Regions from separate parts of the Gossypium arboreum genome. Here region 2 is linked to region 1. Evidence: chromatin contacts called from public Hi-C data. All regions are on one chromosome and are shown on one strand. Each heading gives the region's core, a stretch centred on a gene start, on an enhancer-like site or on the middle of the called end of the contact. The rest is flanking DNA. Distances are from core to core; before and after follow the strand shown. Region 1 holds the start of LOC108482411 (DNA cross-link repair protein SNM1). Region 2 holds the start of LOC108483574 (3beta-hydroxysteroid-dehydrogenase/decarboxylase).

Region 1 (3,376 bases), core at 513-3,012:
TAAGCATTAAAATGCTTACCCGTTGCTTTGGCTCTCTGTTTTATAGATTTTGCTCGTTAGCTATCGGATTCGGGATCATCGAAGTCGAAGTCATCCACACTATCAAAGCCCCCATTTTGGTACAATTTTGGTTGAACTTTGAAATGGCATGTATAGGACTACCCTTTGGTTGTAGGTCATGTACCTTTCGGTTTTGTGTAAACTTGGATAGCCATACGTTTTTAGCATAGTACTATAATCGTTTGTATGTTGATCATTATGAGGTATGGAATGGTTTTGAAACGATTAGCCATTGGAATGGTTAATCATGATCACACTTTGTGCTATGTATGCAAAAAGGGCCAATTGAATCATGGAAACCATGAAATAGGTAAAGCCTACCTTAAAGGCAGATGCTGACAGCAGCAGTGATGTGGATGTGAAAAATCACTAAAAATAGTAGGAATGGTATTAAATAGTGAATAAATTATGTAAATGAACCTTGATGAATCTACTTTCATATGGAAGAAACGAAACGGTCATATGAGTTATATGTTAAGAGATATTAAAGTTCTCGTGAAACAGGGCCAGAACGGTTTCTGGATCCCCTGTTCCGACTTTGGAAATTCATTGTAAATTAACCAGAGATAATTAGGAGTCATGCCATATATGTATAGATTCCTCTCTGAGTCTAGTTTCTATGGAAACAAACGGCATCAGTATTGAAGCCCTGTACAGGGAGATATCCAATTCGTAATGCATGAAGGTCAGTGTAGTCGAACCCTGGATTAGGGGAGAATTTAACTAATAAACTGTACTAATTGGCCCGACCAAAAATTCTAGAAAAAAAATATGTTGATGGACTTATGAGTCTAGTTTCAGGGAAAATTTACGAAACTGATTTTCAAGCTTTAAAACTCAAGATATGATTTTTAAGGCGACAGTGACGTAGTAGCCAGCTAGTCTGGAAATTTTTTTTTATGGACAGTGAAACAATTAAGTTAAGTCTGTGTGCACCTTGTGTTCGACTCCGGTAACGGACTCGGGTACGGGGTGTTACAACACCATTAAAGTTCAACAATATAAAACCAGCATCAATCTTCAAAATTATATAGGATATACTAAATTGATTTCGTATAATAACAAGATAAGATCTTGAGAATTTAATGTATTTAATTTAGATGGTTTACCATTACTGAAAAGAAACCTATTATTTCTACTAATTTAATGAAAAAATAGAAAAAAAAAGGAAATCAAAATGGGAGAAAAAATAATTACAGGCAGATGAATCAATTGCAAATCTGGGAAAATCTTTGGCATATTAGAGATTTAGATGGAGACGGAGATAACCCTTTTGGTAAAACATAGATTTGCCATTTCCATTTTCAAGACTTTGAACTAGTCTTGTTAGGGTTACTAAAAGAGGCAGAGGAAATTGAAAGGAATAACAAAAAAGATAAAGGTTTATCTGAGGGAGGATTGCTACTGGTAGGAGACAAAGGAAGCAAAGGAGGTCAGGATTGAGATCAGGTTGAGTAAGAGCTTTTTGAGATGAGAAAATCGGAGGATAAAATGAAAACGAGACTTATATTAATTGCGTATTTAGTGGTGATGAAACGGAATAAGAATGCCTCCTATTCCATGCTTAAACACATAATAGAATAGGCCCGTAATAGGCATTCTATTGAACCAAACTATGGTTTCTGGTAGGCCCACAAAATTGGATTGTAACCAAGCATGCCCCTAATATTTTAAAAATTTAGTTAAAACGTTGAATGGGGTAGGTACGGTGACTTAGCAGTAGCCATCTTTTTTTTGTTTGGTTCTTTCCTTTTAAGGGAATGCCCCGTTTTCCCTCCAATGTGCCCCGTGAAAATAATTTAAATCCTAACCGTCCCGAGTTCCTCAAATCCAGTCTCTACCGTTTCGGCCACGCTCCGCTGAGTCCTCTCCCCAACATAGAGCAATGCTCTCAAGATCCACTGCATCCCAGCTTATCTACGCCGCTGCCGGCGACGACGACGACGACGATTTTCAAATTCCCCCAACTCAAACCCTTTCAGCTTCCCTAAAACCTACCTCACACAAAACCCCCCTTAAACCTTCCAACACTCCCCACCCTCCTTTCAAGAAACGCAAGCACTCCGCTAACCCTGGGAAAGAAAACGCCGTCGTTTCCGCCATTCCAGCAACTCGATCCGATGATCTCCCCGATCTTCACGATATTTGCGGCTTGGATTTAATACCTTCCAGCATCGATTCTAGTTTTGATTCAACCTCTGCTCAAAATAAGGAATCTGATACTGGAAAATGTGACGAGAAGAAAATGGAGTCATTGGAATTGACTAAAGGTTATATGTGTAATTCAGTAGAGTGGAGATTGATAAGGCCGATATCAGAATTAAGCGAGGGATTCCGTGAAGTTTGCGAGGAAGATGAGGAGCTTGATGAGTTACTTAAGCTATGCGATGAGGTGGAAGAAAAAGAAGAAGTGTCTCGAGAAGAAGAAGAAGACAATGGAGTTGAAAATGAAAGAAATGGTGAAGACAATGGTTCAGTTCCGTGTCCGCTTTGTGGGGTTGATATTACGAATTTGAATGAAGAGCAGCGGCTAGTTCACACCAATGGTTGTCTCGACAAGGTGGAGAATCCGCCTCCAAGAGTAAGTTCAATATTCATCTTCCTATGGTATAGTAATGCTTATTTGCTCTTCTTTGTGGTAATTGGCTTCCTGTTGTACATGTGATTATTCGTAGGTTGTTGTTCATTCTAGTGTTGACAGTGAGCTTCATAGCTTTCCTGAGGTTGTAGATGGTCCCCTTTCGTCTCCTCGACAAGTTGTTGATGTCTCCCCTGTTGTTAATTGGTTAAGTGGTCTTGGTTTAGCAAAATATGCCGCAGCTTTTGTCCGAGAAGAGGTTGATTGGGACACTCTAAAGTGGTTGACCGAAGAGGTATGCTGCTTAGACTGTCTCTTGGATACTCGTATTGAGTATAGTACTTCCATATGTTTTACGGCTCTGGAATAGGAAATGGTTTAGGAATGTGGATATCACCAGAATTTTTGTGGATCGGAAATTATCATTGTGGTAATTTAACAAAGAGATTATTGTTACAAAACTATTTGCGATAAGCATGAGAAGTTGCTAAAATATGAAATTTATGACTAGAAATTTCGTACTGTGCTAAAATCACGGAAGCTAGTTAATTATTTCTGAATAATATGAAGCCATCTTTCTTGTAGGTCCCAGATTGTCGTACTGTTGTAGTGTTGGCTGTTGTTTCATAGATGTTTCTTTTTCCTATTATTTCATATAAGTTTCACATGCCAGAGCTTGTTTCACTGGATGAAGCTCCCTTCTCCTCGTTTTTCTTCTTTTTGCAGGATTTGTTCAGC
Region 2 (3,376 bases), core at 470-2,969, 140 kb before region 1:
TCAGAAAAAAGTGCTAATCCTGAATAATCAACCTGGATCTTGAGAAAGTTACCTATGACTTGCTTTTACAAAGAGATAACATGAACATGGTATCAGCATTAGCTTAAAAGAAAAAGGGTTGAAGCTAATCTAGAAATCAAAATGGAGAAAGAAGAGTACCTCTGATAGCCAAGACCTTCAAGTATTAGAGAAACAAACTCCCAAAACTTGATAGGCTCCAAATTGGTTATAAAATATGCCTGCCAAATTATCATATAACCATTATCAAGCAAGGAATTGACTTTAGCAACAGAATACTAAAACCAATCTCCAGATAGGTAAAGCAAACTATGTCTTGCACACTAAACTTCATTTCCATTTGATAGCAAATACAGATTACAAAAGCAGAAGGCAATTAAAAGAGTACCTTCCCTGCAGCTTTTTCTGCAACTTCTCCTCCAGATGCTAGAGCTCGTTCAGCACAAATATGAGCATGAGCCACATTCTCAACATAAGTGAAATCATATACATTGTTGCCATCACCAATTATGAACTAATCAGTTAAAACAAAAACAAATAAGAAGACACAACAAAGAGGCATACACTATGAAAAATAATGACAAAAAGTCACATAACCACCTTGGATTTCCCTGCTCTGGCTGCCGCAACCAAAGATGGAACCAACAACCCATCTCCAGGGCCAAAAATACTGCTAGGACGTATGCAACAAGTTAGAAGCCCGTTAACTCCATTTGACTTGACGACCAATGCCTCTCCCAACGCCTTTGTAGCTGAGTATGAATCATTATGCTGAAAAAATGAAATAGTGAATCAATTGCAAACAATTAAAAAACATATACCAAATCCTACTTAAAGAAAAGCAAATTGATTGAAATTAGTACTTTATCTGGATAAGGCAAGGATTCATTCCCATTAAAGATTGCGTGAATCCCATCGAAAACAACACTCGGGGAACTCGTATAGATAAGCCTTTTCACTTTAAGTTCAGTGCAAGCCTCAATAACATTTTTAGTACCTGCAGATTGCAGTAAAAGATATATATATATAAAAAAAGAGAAATTGAAATAAATTCCGAAACACTAAAAGATACCTTGAACATTAACCGAATGTTGAAGCTGATAATTATTAATCGACGAATTAGGAGCCGCCATATGGAAAACAACCTCGACTCCTTCCAAAGCTACATAGACAATTAAAAAACAGTTCCAAAATGAGTGTTACTTATAAATCGACTGAAAATAATGCGGTTTTTTGAAGTAATAGAGACCTTTGAGTACTTGAGCTTTATGGCGAAGATCAGTGGAGACGTACTGAGCACGACCGGACCGTAAAGCTTGGCCGAGAAGTCCATTCTCCTCGTGCGATTGGAGGTCAATTTTAGAAGGCAAGTCGGCAATTCGAACAGCGAACATATCGTATTTTATTAACATTTCGACCAAATGACGAGCGGCGAATCCTCTGCCGCCCGTTACCACGCACCATCTCTCCTCGCCCGACATTTTGCCCCAAAATTTCGCAGCAGCTGGAAATATAAAAGAAGGAGACGAGGAGCTAACAATAAGGGGAATTGGAGAGTCGGACAATTTGAGAGATCTCGATCTGAACTTGAGAAGAGTGAACTCTGTAACCTGTGACTTGTGAGTTGTGAGCCAGCGAACGAGGCAGCAGGCCCTTCCTGGCTGATTCTTTTCTCATTTTATTTTACCCGTTTTCCTTTTAATATATAATAAGAATAATGAGAAAACTATTAATATAGACACTTTTGTTATTTAAAATTATATTTTAGTCATTTATGTTTGAAATATTACGTTTTAATCACTTATATTAACGTGTTATAATATTTTAGTCACTGAGTTGTAAATTGCCGTTAACGGTTTAAGGGTAAGCTAACATGGCACGTTAAATCATCATTTCAAACAAAAATTTTAAGTTAAAGTATACAATTGATCCTCATATTTTTTTTTGTTTTGAGTAATCTATTTTTTTCTTTTATATTCTTTTAACTTTCCTTTTTTTTTTCTTTTTTTTCCATTCTCCCTCTGTTTTCATCCCCTCCCTCTCTCTCTCTTTTAACGTAGTTTTTCTATATTTTCCATTTATTAAAACTGTTTTATGTTTATGAAAAAAGAAAAGGCGAACGTTGAAACCAAAATAACACTTGCTTCGTGAGGGTGTGCCTCATATTTACGAGACGGTGTCGTGATGACGTGACAAACGACGTCCCAACGAGAGGAAAACAATGTCGCGACGTGGTGACGTGTTCCCAAATTCAATTGGGTTTTCTTCTCCTAGTTAAACTCTACTATTTATTCTTTAATTAAACTCTGATTATTCTAGGAATATTATAGTCACTGGGTTGTAAATTGCCATTAACGGTTTAAGGGTAAGCTAACGTGGCACGTTAAATTATCATTTCAAACAAAAATTTTAAGTTAAAGTATACAATTGATCCTCATATTTTTTTTGTTTTGAGTAATCTATTTTTTTCTTTTATATTCTTTTAACTTTCCTTTTTTTTCTTTTTTCCATTCTCCTCTATTTTCATCCCTCCTCTCTCTCTCTTTTAACGTAGTTTTCTATATTTTCCATTTGTTAAAACTGTTTTATGTTTATGAAAAAAGAAAAGGCGAACGTTGAAACCAAAATAACACTTGCTTCGTGTGGGTGTGCCTCATATTTACGAGACGGCGTCGTGATGACGTGACAAACGACGTCCCAACGAGAGGAAAACAATGTCGCGACTTGGTGATGTGTTCCCAAATTCAATTGGGTTTTCTTCTCCTAGTTAAACTCTACTATTTATTCTTTAATTAAACTTTGATTATTCTAGGAATATTATAGTCATATTAGGACTCTAGTTGTGTCCTATTTAAAGGGGTTATTATATCCCTATTTTGATAGGCCAATCAACAAAGGGTTTTTCTTTGAGGGCGACAAGATGTAGTCGCATATGAGTTTGGGTGAGAGTTTTGTGGTAATTACCGAGAGTATTTTATACCCTGTTTGTAAGTACTTTATAAGATTTAGGGTTTTGTTTACTGATTTGTTCTTTCAAATTTTAAGCTTTATATTCGGGGTTTTGGGTATTGTACGTTTAGTACTTTTAGGTTTATTTTCTTCATATTGTACACTCGTCTGTTTACTCATTTAGTGAAAAGTTGAAGCCTCATTTTCCCGTGGTTTTTCCCTCTTTAAGGGTTTTCCATGTAAACTATTTGTGTTTGTTCTTTTCTACTTTTACTACTTCGTTGCATATAGGATCAGTCCCCAACACTTCGTATATTCTCACCCTACAATTACAAACCCTCATCGTCTATCATCGCTTTAACAAACCAATTTAGATCTTTCAATGACCTAGTCCACAAGCTCGCCTCAC

Evidence for each region. Hi-C and Micro-C count contacts between places; a contact is called where the count stands out from the background.
Region 2: a contact with region 1 is called in a Hi-C map of leaf, with 5 times the contacts expected there. The contact joins the promoter of LOC108483574 here to the promoter of LOC108482411 in region 1. A contact is called at or near these places in 2 of 5 Hi-C or Micro-C datasets (both in leaf).

Annotation. Positions count from the first base shown.
Region 1 is chr6:118,015,122-118,018,497 of ASM2569848v2, reverse strand. LOC108482411 (DNA cross-link repair protein SNM1) reads left to right here and starts at 1,762. Exons shown (of 10, transcript XM_017785538.2): 1 at 1,762-2,641; 2 at 2,736-2,933; 3 at 3,365-3,376. The coding sequence starts at 1,946.
Region 2 is chr6:118,153,112-118,156,487 of ASM2569848v2, reverse strand. It overlaps LOC108483574 (3beta-hydroxysteroid-dehydrogenase/decarboxylase), which reads right to left and starts at 1,719. Exons shown (of 12, transcript XM_017787042.2): 1 at 1,268-1,719; 2 at 1,091-1,180; 3 at 882-1,015; 4 at 619-789; 5 at 407-532; 6 at 160-239. The coding sequence starts at 1,499.